Regions from separate parts of the Sus scrofa genome. Here region 2 is linked to region 1. Evidence: chromatin contacts called from public Hi-C data. All regions are on one chromosome and are shown on one strand. The core of a region is the stretch at or near the end of the contact, and the rest is flanking DNA. Distances in the headings are between cores, read along the strand shown.

What was found. Hi-C and Micro-C count contacts between places; a contact is called where the count stands out from the background.
Region 2: a Hi-C map of skeletal muscle shows a contact between it and region 1, with 5 times the contacts expected there. The contact joins two enhancer-like sites. A contact is called at or near these places in 1 of 5 promoter capture datasets (liver) and 4 of 47 Hi-C or Micro-C datasets (heart right ventricle, psoas muscle and skeletal muscle).

Annotation. Positions count from the first base shown.
Region 1 is chr6:9,451,971-9,457,860 of Sscrofa11.1, reverse strand. The region is part of intron 8 of WWOX (WW domain-containing oxidoreductase); the gene reads left to right. Among named protein-coding and RNA genes, the nearest start is that of WWOX, 420 kb to the left of the region's middle. Within about 2 kb of position 2,255, at least 3 of the 83 cell types and tissues checked have an H3K27ac peak or open chromatin away from gene starts, as enhancers often do. A contact at or near this core is called in skeletal muscle, where this site is marked.
Region 2 is chr6:9,306,063-9,312,215 of Sscrofa11.1, reverse strand. The region is part of intron 8 of WWOX (WW domain-containing oxidoreductase); the gene reads left to right. Among named protein-coding and RNA genes, the nearest start is that of WWOX, 560 kb to the left of the region's middle. Within about 2 kb of position 2,950, at least 17 of the 83 cell types and tissues checked have an H3K27ac peak or open chromatin away from gene starts, as enhancers often do. A contact at or near this core is called in skeletal muscle, where this site is marked.

The DNA of each region.
Region 1 (5,890 bases), core at 1,006-3,505:
GACGCTGACATCGAAAAGGAACCTCCTGTGTCTGAGCTCCGGTAGCTCTGCGGACATGTGGTGATGAAAAGAACGCCTTTGTCGGTGCCATGCCCCGGTCTCAGGCAGAGATTTGGTGCCACGAGCCCACATTTAACCTATTCAGATTGAACTTTGGGACAAACAGGGATTTGCATAGTTCTGGTCACTTTCCTCCTTTTGCTCACTGAGCAGAGGGCTCCAAGAAGAAGGGAGGCTTTCGCTTTTGAAGTCTTCGTTCTTGTGAGTCTCTGACTTGGAGCATCTTGTTGGAGCATCTTGGATGCAAAGTGCGCATGTGAATTGGGTAATAGCCTGATCTGGGAATGCCGGTCGCTACTTTCACCCGTGCTTTAGCCAGAGGAGTGGATCTGAGCCAGGGCTGGAGCGAACACTGGTTCTCTCACATGGGACCGGCACCAGAGGGTATCTCGGCACTTCATGAGTAATTGGGAGAGGTACTTGGACCTGCTTCACCCACTGGCCTCCTTAGTGGAAGATGACACGCCCCTCTAGCATCTTCGAAGGAATTTAGAATCACAGTGAATCCAAGAAGGAGTTTGTGGTTTGGTCGTGTTTGCTTTTTCTAAAGCAGAATCCCAGGTCATAAAAGAGAATAGGGATTGTAGGCTTTATGGAAAGGTGTACTTGGCAGCCAGTCCTTGAGAGGACACCTGGAAATACCAGGGTCCCATGCTCATCTTCCCAAGCTGCAGGTGACTCAGTGATAACAGAATGACAGTGCAGGTGCCTGTGGTGTCGGAGCCTCAGGCAGGGGTGGTCCTGCTCCCACGGTGGTGGTAATCCCCAGGTTTCTGAGTTAAGTGCTTTTGACATGCAGAGTCAGGAGTCAAGGGCGAATCTGCCTTTTAAATGCTCTTTCTGCAGAGAGTCCACTGCAGATGTAATTGAGCCTCTCAGGTGAGGAGCTTTATTAGAGCAAAGCTGGTTAGTGTTGCATTCCTTTCGGGGGGCGTATCGGAGGCCCCTTCAGTAACTGCTGTGCTGCGACATTGCGCAGGTACCCAGCCCCCGGCAGCTGAAGAGAAGAACACCCTTGCGGGAATGTCATCCGAGCGGCCCGGTGCCCGGTGGCCTGAAGCAGGTCATCCCTTCCCTTCAGAAGCACAGGTTCCCGTTAGAGTTACTTAGGTGTCAATGCAGGGACTTTGTACCAGGCTGCCCGGTCCCCGAGGCCCTGGCCTGTGTCTGTCTCGGTCCTTTCTGCTTCCCCACCGGTAACACGAGGCCTGGCACCCTCACCAGCCTCACCTTCATCGGAGCATCACCGTAGCTGGTATTTCTGGCTACACACAGCGTGTCAGGCGCTGGCGGGGGCGGCGGGGGGGGGTTGTGGCTAAGTCCCAACCCTGGAGTCAAGCGGCAGAAGCACGTGGGCCCAGAGAAAGAGGAAGGACTGGCGTCCAAACCCTTGAAGCCACGGTCCCAGGATCCTGATGTCCAGCCTCTGGATTTTCCAGCTGCTCACGTTGAGCACTTGCGCCTCAATTCAACGGAATTGGTGATCCCCACTCGCCGAGTTGGCGGCACAAGCATTAAACATGAGGATAAGCCCCAGACAGGTGAGCGGAGGGGCTGGTTTGCTAGACCTCGTAGAGTCTGGGAGCCAGGCTGAGAGCTGAGTGAACAAGAAGCTAGACACTTGAAAAGGGGCAGAGTCTGAATCCACTAACGCGAAGGTCAAAAGCAAGCAGCTGAGACGCTTCACGGGAGAGGAATCAGAAAAGCGGTCCCCTCTGAGGGCACCGATCTTGATGGGGCGGGAGGGGACCCTCTGCCAGGCTGGAGGGGCTCCCTGCGCTGAAGGGCGATGCGATGACATGGCTGGGGCGCCCTTTATCGAGGTACCCCCAGTGCGAGTCAGCGATACTGCAGGAGAACTCATCAGAGAGAACTCGCTGGCCTTTGAGAGTTTTCCTCCCGCCAAAGCGCGGAGTTGGTTTCCCCAGCAAGCCAGGTGCCCGGGCAGGGGCTGCAGGTGGAGAAAGGCTGAGATGACCGCTGGCCCGCTTCACGATTCTGCTGGGGCTGGTTCATAGGCAGTGTAGGGATCCATCACTCAAACCCTGAACCTAAAAAGAAATTCCTCAGCCGTGTCCGTGAGAACTAAATATAGCATCAAATTTATAAGGTCGTGGTTCTGACCAGCCCCGGGCTATTTCTGACCACAGGAACAGCTTAAGTGGCGTGGCCCATAAAAAGTTCTCTGCAAGCTCAGGCCAAATGGTGATCTATTTAGGGCCAAGAGGAGACCAGGCCTTGGCAGCAGCCCCACCCCCGAGGTAGGATCCCGAGCTGAATGGAGGCCATTGCTGCCAGGCGAGAACCTTCTGTCTCTTTGGAGACCAGCCTCTTAGTTATAGGGCTTACTCATCAGCCCCTGCCTGACTCTCCAAACTTGGAAACACCCGTGGCAACCCCCGCACAGGTCTTTTGCTGGCAAAGGGGGCCTGGTATGAGGTCAGACCGGCCCTGGCCTCCCAGGACACCCCTGTTTTCCCTGTTCTTTTTTTTTTTTTTTTTAAGAGCTGCACCTGTAGCATATGCAAGTGCCCAGGCTAGGGGTCAAATCAGAGCTGCATCTGACGGCCACAGCCACAGCAATGCCGGATCCGAGCCGTGTCTGTGACCTACCCCAAAGCTCACGGCAGCCAACCCACTGAGCGAGGCCAGGGATCAACCCACATCCTCACAGACACTAGTGGAGTTAAAAACACACTGAGCCACGATGGGAGCTTCCCCCATTCTTTCCTCCTCTTGGCCAAGCACGGTGGGCTCCCCAGGACTCCTTGACATAAGTGGCTGTAGAGTCACCTGACACGGCAGTCTTTCTTCCTGTGTAGCCCAGCCCTGGCTCCCTCCCTGAGGCCTGGCTCCCCTGCCCTCCCCCTGGACCCTTCAGATGGGCAGATTTCCGGTGCCCATGCACCTTGGGCACATTCCACGGGTTCTGTGCTGTGGTTCACCGTCTGGCATTTCTGTCGTCTTCTGTGTTCCTGTCCTGGCTGCACCTGTCAAGGTCGGAGGTTTGGTCCAGGCCCACCTATGAGTAGTTGCTCTGGGCAGCCTGAGCCAGAATAGGACTCTCTGAGCCCCACTTCCCTGATGTGTTGAGTGGACAGGTGAGACCAGGTTTCTTCCCTTAATTTTTTCGTAGTCAAATAATATCGTGAAAAAGAATTACTTATATTGCCTTCCCCCCTGGTTCCTGTTAATATTTAGTCTCCTGGTCCTAGTTCCTGACACACAGCTTCTGAGACTTTTGTAAGCTCCTTAGTGACAGGCATGTCTGACAGGAAGCGCCTAACCCCTGGAATGTTCTGGGCGATAGAAGCATCTTTGGTCCTAGTGAGGCACCTGCTGGTGAGCTCCTGGTCACCCGGAAGTCCAAGTCATGATAAGAAGCTTGGACATTTCAGCCTCGCCTTCCACTTTCTGGAGAAGTGGGAGGGGCCGGACGTTGAATTAATAATCCATGTGGCCCACATGGTGAGGCCTCCCTAAAAATGCCTGCGTCATAGGGTTCAGAGAAATCCCTGCACCAAAGGTTGGTGAAGACATTGGTGAGCTGGGAGGGTGACACCCGTCACTGCCCAGGGACAGAGAGGCTCCTGTGCTGAGAATCCTTCTAGACCTGATGCTGTGTGTCTCTTTGATCAGACCTTTCATTTGCACCCATTACAATAGCCTTTGTAATCAATGGCAAGAGTGAGGAATCTGGCTGCCCTGGTTACATGAACCACTCTAGCAGGTGACAGCACCCGAGAGGAGGTCCTGGGAACCTCGACTTGGATCTGAGACAGAAGTCTAGGGGGGCCAGGGGGCCCAGCCTTTGAGATGGCCGTGTGAAGTGGGGCAGCCCCGTAGGACTGAGCCGGTCCCCCGAGGGGTCTGCTCTGAGTCCCGTTGGTGTTGGAAGTGAGCGGGTCGCAGGACACCCAGCCTGTCTCAGCGAATTGGTCAGTGTGAGACAGACCCTGCTCCTCTGCTGTCAGAAATATCACGGGCATGAGCGTCAAGGAAAACAAAGTGATTTTTTTCCCCATACAGTTATTACGCATTTTTAGTACCTATCACGTGCTAATTGTAAGATCAGATGCTCTTTTCTTCATTATCTAATTTTGTTTCCCAGCCACCTTGCAACATAGCTGTTGTTTCCATTTCAGAAACGAGGTGATGGTGAGCAGGAAGAGTAAGTCATTTGCTCAGGGTGACCGAGTCAGAATGCTGAGAGTAAGAGCAGGAACTGACTATCGCAGGCTTAGGATTGCAGTAAACTTCTCGTGCAGATAATCCCCTTTCATCCTCCCTACAGCCTGTGGTTGAGACGCCCTTGCCACCTCGTGGACCTCGGGAAGTGTGCTTTGGGGCCGGTAGGGTACATGCCCAAGACCACGTCTTTCACCGGAGGAGCCTTATATCAGAGTCAGCATTCTTTTGAGTCCAGGATTCATTTCTGCCACCTACGGCATTGCAACCCTTCATGCCCTCCGTGCAAATCTCTCCTTATTTATTTATTTATTTATTTTTTTAAATCCTGAAAGATGTTATCCCTAGATTCCAGCATCTGAATTCCAAAATCTCTGTTACATCCTGAGGGTAGGCTAGCTATTTGGTAATGGCATATTAGAGTATGTTTTTCATACTATGTTTTCTATTAGAGTATGTTTTCCATACTATGTTTTCATATTAGACTATTTTTTCATACTATGTTTTCATATTACAGTATGTTTTTCAACTTAACATTTCAGAGAAACCAACAAAATGCAGGCTAACTCTCTTGTAAGAATTAAAAAAACCAAAACTCCAGCAACTCTGTCTCGGAGTTCTGTCATCATCCCATTCATAATTGATTCCAAACGTGCATGAATCTTTCAAGATAAGTGTCTTATTGATTATCCTAGAAACAAGCGATCACTTGGCAGCCTGGGACTGGCTCGCTGCTCTCCCCTGATTACCGTAAGCAGAGATGTTGAGCAGGAGAAATGTCATTTTCTTTGGCGTGGACCTGCCAGGCATTCTGAGGCACCGGAGTGGGGAATAGAGGTCTCGAAGCGAGCCAGACAAAGAGGTGCTTGGTCATGGCCTCAGCCGGGTTCCTGAGGGGCTGGAGCCCAGCGTTCGTGGCTTGGCTGCTGCAGCCTCGAGCTGTTCTGGGATCTTCTTGCCAGGAGTTCTTCCTGGGAAGTGTGCAGATTGTCCCCGTGAATGCCGGTTGAAGGCCGTCAGAAAATGTGAAGTCTCTTTAAGTGACATCCCTTTTCTGCAAGTTTACTGGTGGTTGTGTAAACCAGCCGCGCCTCCCTCTTGGAAAAGATGAGTGTTTACCAGGAACCTAGCCCCTCCTTTCATAGTGGTGGCAAGTCGGTAAGATACTCACATGGCTCTGCAGTTGGATTCTGTTCTGTGTGTCTGCTTCCCGTGTGGCTCTGATGGCATTTGACCGCAGCCGTGACCCTGGCGTTGTTGCTGGCAGGTCTTGCATGGCTGCAGGGAGGGTCAGTGTGGGTGAGACAAATGGCGAAGTTTCCCCTGGTGACTCTTTTGCTGCAGCTGAAGGCCTTGAAATACTCTCCGGGTGCAGTAGCCCCAAACGTGAATGGGCTGTGGCACTTGGCAAACAGAAGGAGACCTGACTCAGGGGTTTGGGGTGCAGCTAATGAAGATTCAGGCCATTGCATTAAATTAGCAGCTTGATTGCCTGGGACCGCCCCTGGTGAAAGGCTTAGTTGCTGTCCTGGGGGGACAGAATGGGGCTACTCTGCATCACATGAGCCTGGCTGCCAGGAAGCTCTTGCTCAGCAACCAGATGCACCCTTTCTTGGACTCTGAAACTGATTTCGAAGCGGCT
Region 2 (6,153 bases), core at 1,701-4,200, 150 kb after region 1:
TTATAACATCGCCGCCCAAGAGGTGGACAGACCCAGCTTTTCCGGACTTGGTTTGTAGTAAGCCATTAGCAGATCAGGTCAGAAAGAACAGTCTTTGGGAGTTTGACCTGCTTGTCTTTATTAATCTGTTTGGATTTTCTTGGCCCGTTGCCCCACAAGTTTGAAAGACGCAGTGAGCTTTCAGGAGAACTCTTCAGCATGTAGATTTTTTGTGTGTGGTTTTGTGTACTTGTCTGATGCCCTCCTGACCCCAAGGCAAGGACTCACGCCGCTTGTCATTGGGGAGAAATGTGTACTGATTCCATCTGGGGCTGGTCTGTTTCTCCCGCTCTTCATTCAGCTCCCCTGGAGTTTCTGTGCGATTTGTGCTGGGCTCACGGCTCTTGACCTCAGGACTCTCACTGGTCCAGATGAGATTGCTTTGTTTGGAACAGCTGATGCTCCTGGGTTCCTTGTGACATCTGGGTCACGCCTGTTTAGTCTGACACGAAACACCCATGGGTTTCGGAAACCTCCGTGGGTTTTGGAAATCTCATTTGCGGGCCACTGCAGGTGATCTTGAAAATCCCCCATTCCTTGTTGGGTTTAGGTCCTAACCCCTTGGTGTGAGGAGGAAGATCACTGTCAGCAGGTTAGGAGGGAACTCGTGCAATAAAGCCAGCCCAGGGTGGACTGACTTGCAATGAGGTCATCACCACTTTATATCTGGGTGCATGTGTCCATGTGCGTGTGAGAGAGAGAGAGAGAAAGGCGAGTGTGTAAGTGGTAGAGGAGGCAACAATCTAAAAAAGATCAGAAAACCCCTACAAGGAAGATGAATATGTATATATTCATATATATATAAAACGTCTGACTGGGTTGCTTTGCTGTACAGTGGAAATTGCCCAAACACTGTAAATCAACTGTAATGGAAAAAATAAAAATCTTCTTTTAAAAAAAAGGAAGGCGAATTGACAAATAAATGTCGAGAATTTCTGATCGAAGAAATAGGACTCCTCTCTGGTGTCAGATCTGTATTGGGCCTTAAACTTAATTTATCTGATTGAATCCCCCTCTCACGTCGGTTCAGTTGTTCCCATTTTATAGGTCAGGACACTGAGGCCAAAAGCAGTGCCTTGATTTGCCCAGGATCACAGAGTCAGGGGCTTTTCCAGCTGGGAGCCAAGGGCAGCGCTGTCCCTGGACTCGACCCCCTCACCCCCGCCCCTTGCTATTCCAGGCCTGGTCCGGGGACCACCAGCATCAGTGTCCTGCTGAGTCAGAGTCTGCATTTTCGCAGAGTCTCCGGGTTGGTGTGCATGGCAGTTTCAGAAGAGCCGTTCACTTCTACCCCCACCGCCATGTGTGTTGAGAAGACAGCACTTGAGCAACGCCTGTGCCTGGAGCCTCTGGGGAGGCTGCAGTGACAGTAACCCAGCCCCTGTCATGAGAAACTCAGAACACAGGGCAGCAGACCACCAACCCTGTGGGCGTGGCTGTGTAATCAAAACAGTAGTCACCAGCTGTTCAGAGAACACAGAGGAGGGCACTTTACCAGGAGAACCATCTGTTGGTGCTTATTCCTAACCGAGTGGGAGGCAGTCATTGACTGTGGTTGAGAAGAGCAGCTCTGGATTCGTGTTGTCTGGTTTCAAGTCCTGGTTCCACCACTTCCCAGCTGTGTGATGTGGGACAAGTTACTTAACCTCTCTGGGCGTTAGTTTCTGTATCGGTTTCTATATCTGCACAAAAAGCAAGTACTGTTATGGTTTTAGAGGAATCATAGTAGTACCTGCTTGTTGTACAGATCAAATGAAATGATACTGTGAGGGATCCAACACAATGACTGACACTCAGCTTAATAAATGTCCGCTATTATCGAAAGCTGAGTAGGCAACAAACAACAGCAAAAACAAAAGGCCTGGAAGGGTTTTCTCCAGTGTGTGTGGAGGGGAATGTGCGTGGACCAGGTGAACAATAGTTCTCCAAATGCAGAAGCCCAACTGAGTGTGACATCCGGGAAGCACGAGGCAACATTTCTCATAAAGGATTTTTGCCCCAAGCCCTGACTTTGTGTTGAGCACCATTCTACGCCCTGAGGATATGAAGGTCACTTTGCAAAAACAATTCCCACATCTGGAGGCCTCACAGTCAAGGACCAGGAGATCATTGGTCATTTAACCTCATCCATATGGTTACTTCAGAGCTACACATTTCCCTCTAAGTACCTCTTTAGCTGCATCCTACCCATTTTGGTATATTGTATTATTTCTCATTTAAACATTACCTGTGTGATTTCTTTTTTGACTCCCACATGTTTATGGTAGGATTTATTCACGTGTTTTCAGCTTAGCCAGCACTCAGTCAATATCTGCTAGGCACCAGGCAGTGGCCCAGGGACAGCTTCTGAGCACAAGCGGTTCATAATCCAAAGAGGCATCCGCCATTGAGTCGGACACAGACATCAACTCCCCTTTTTCACATAGAATACGGTAAGGCTATGTTCCAAATTTCTAAATCCCTGTTTCTCTGACAGGTGTTTTTCAATGCTCAGTTGTTGCCTTTGAAGCCAAGCCTATCCTGGTCACCACTGTATGCCCAGCACCTAGCCCAGTGCCCTGCACATAGTAGGCACCTTAATACAGTATTTATTCAACAAAGTTGTTACTTTGGTACTCATGCATTTTGTCTCGGTTCTTTGGGCTGTTCTCTGAACCCCTCTGATTTTGACTCACTTCCCTAACTTGCAGATAAGACATATTGAGATCCTGTTTGTTGGCACAGTGGCGCTGTCTCTCTCCTTGCTCGTGGTTGTGCAGCAAGGTGAGTTTGTACAGGATTGTGCAGTCCCCAGTGCCCGAGACTCCCGTCCCTTGCCTTTCCCTCCGCTGAGTCAGAAAGGCCCTTCCCTCCCTCCGCCTTCTGTCCGTTGTGGGCCGGGATATGTCTGGGCTTCTGCCCAGATCGTGCTTGGAGTGGCACCAGCTGCACAGGACACGTGAACTGTGTGCTCCGGGGGATCCAGAAGTGGCCATCTGAGTAGGATCAGCTGCTGCTCTGGGATGCAAATCTGTCCGTCAGCTCTGCTGAGAAGTCACCATGTTTCTCCCGCTCCCAGCAGTTTAGGGGGGGCCGTGTAGCTTTCAGTCTTCCGGCCCATGCCTGTTTCACAATGTGGCCGGGGGTCATCAGATAGCTCCACGTTCCTGCCACAGCGGGTAGTTTCCGTGGGGGGTGGGGGCGCCTCCCACCCCAGCCAGCTCGGCCTTTCAGTGGGCGTATTTGAACCTGGTGAGCCCCCACTCCTCCAAGAGCTTCACCCTAGATGCCCGCTACTCCAGCCCCACGTGGCAGGAATTTCGGGGCGGGGGGGGGCGCTTATTGTTCTGGGGAGATGCCTCTTCCAGGAGTGGCTTGGGAGGGTCAGAGCTCCTTCCATTCAGACCAGTCACCCACTTCTCCAGAAATCGCGTCCCCTTCTTTGCGCCTCTCGTGCCGACATTCCCTGCATCGCTCGTCCCTTTCCTGTATTGCACTGCCCTGTAAACTGGTGAATAACTGCGTGGGTTCAAAAGCCATGCTGCCTCTTTTGATTCCTGGCTCCCCCACATGACCTGTGATAACCTTGGACCAACTGTTTGAGGCCGTTTGAGCCTCAGTTTCCCCATCTGCAAGATGGGTGCAAGACTAGCACCTCTTCCCAATCCCGTGAGGATTCAGGGAGGTGATGCCAGCATGATGGCGGGAACTTGGCGAACCTTTGCACAGAGGTCCGATCTCTTGCCATTGCTGTGTCCTGGGCTGACTGCGGGGACAGCAGAGTTCTTAAAAAATAATCGCTTTCACAAACGCCAATATTTCAGTTGTGCCTCTCCGGTATAGACATCTGCTTATGAAGAGCTAGCAATACTGGAGGTTCTAGGTAAGACCTGGCTCACGACAGAGGAGAGTGACAGACCAAGGAGGGACTGACACAGAGAGAAACCAGAGCCACAATTGGGCAGCTCTGTAGGAGAAGCCATCCCGGACTGGGGATGCTGGAGCTGGAAGGAATGGGGAAGAGATTTCATGGAGGAAATTTACCTGCCTTGGCTGCTAGTGGGTGATAAGCACCAAGGACTGCCGGGGTTCTGAGGATGTGAAGGTGTAGGGAAGGAATGACGGAGCCACGACCTCATCCCGGGGGGAGTCCATTCGGGGAGATGCACGTCTCCCTGGAAAAGCTTAGGGCACAGGTGTCCCGAGGAGCTCCAAGTGGGTGGGCTGGGAGGGGAACCCTCTGCGGTCAAAGGTGTGGGAGCCTAGGTGCCTAGACTAGGCTGGGAGGACTGAATGAAGAGAGCCTCTCAGAGGCATTCAGAAAACTCTTGCTCTGCGAGCTCAGGTTTCTGTAAGAGTGCAACCCTAAGAACACCTTGCCAGGCACGAGTAACACCTGGGGAGTTATTAAAACATTGATTCCTGGGCTCTGGCCCCGGGAGGTTCTGACTTAGAAGAGGCCCATGAATTTGCATTTCTGACAGACTTCTGGGTGATGCTGAGCAGCCAGTCCTGAGGACCACACCGTGAGTGGTGCTGCCCTGGACCACACCCAGGCCCTGTCAGCCCCCTGGATGCTCCTGCTGCGCCCACACCTGCTGCCAGAGGGATGCCGTGTGGGGCCCGGGCCTCACCTGGACCAGCCGCCGCAGCCTCTCCTGCTGGTCCCACTGGTTATCTTTGCCAGTCACCAGTGGGGATTTTTTTGCTGGTGATGTTCAGACCTTTCACCTCTTCGGGACCCCTCACCCCAAGCCCGTCCATTGTGGGTGAGACCTGCGGCCAGAGGTCGCGTGAACACACATGTGGCCTCCTGACAGTTTATGGCACGGGTGCTGTCTGGGTCTAGCTCCACGTGCCAAGCGCAGGAGATGAGACAGACCGTGTGCCTTGCTCTCTGCTCTTTCCAAGCTGGTCTAAAAAGGCTCGCAAGCTATTCCATAAAGCATTGCATCAGGGAACCTTGAGTCATGCTGCTCTTGGTCATCCCTTTCAGGTATTTGCTGTCCTGATTAAAATGTGCAGAGGCCTCATGAGGGAGCTGTCTCCAGACTCTGAGTCAGGGAATCCAGTTAATCGAGTTTGTTAGCCTTGATTGTAAAGTAGGAGTTAAAGGGCCCAGAATAAGAGCCTGGCAAGATTGCTTATGACACAGTGCATAGATTTTAGTGCTTGTGTGTGGGGGATACCCATTTTGTTTTTAATAGTGCTAAAATGTATGTAGTGTAATATTTATCATTTTAACCATTTTAAGTATATAAATCAGTGATATCAACTGCATTTGCAATTTTGTGTAACCACTAACCATACCTAAAGCTGTTTTTCTCATCCTCAATATACATTCTGTACCCATTAAACAATAAGCGCTCTCCCCTCCACTCCTTGCAGCCCTGGGTACCTCTGTTCTACTTTCTGCTTCGTGAATTAGACTCCTGTATCTCATGTCAGTGGAATCAGGCATATCTGTCCTCCTGTGTTTTATGTCACTAAACAGGTTTTCAGGTTCTACCCATATGGTAGCATATATCAAAATCGCTTTCCTTTTCAGGGCTGAATAGCATTCCCCTGTGTACATATGCCACATTTTTTTAATCCGTTCACCGTTGGTGGATGCTTGGCTCACTTCCCCCTTTGGCTATTAACTGAATAATGCTGCTCTTGACACTAGTGAATGAATACCTCTTAGAATCTCTGACTTCCGTTCTTCTTTTTACATATCTGGGCGTCAGGTGCTGGGTCATGTGGTGCTTGTAGCTCTAACCCTTTGAGAAACTGCCACACTGGATTCCACAGCGGCTGCACCATTTTACATTCCCAGCAGCAGCATATTGTCCACATCCTCCCTAACATTTGCTGCTGCTGCTGCTGTTGTTGTTGTTGATAATAGCCTATTAGTAGATGTGAGGTGAAGTGATGTCTCATCATGATTCTCATTTGCATTTCTTTTTTTGGTCTTTTTGCCTTTTCTAGGGCCACTCCCGCGGCATATGGAGGTTCCCAGGCTAGGGGTCGAATCAGAGCTGTAGCTGCCAGCCTACGCCAGAGCCACAGCAACGCAGGATCCGAGCCACGTCTGCGACCTACACCACAGCTCACGGCAACACCAGATCCTTAACCCGCTGAGCAAGGCCAGGG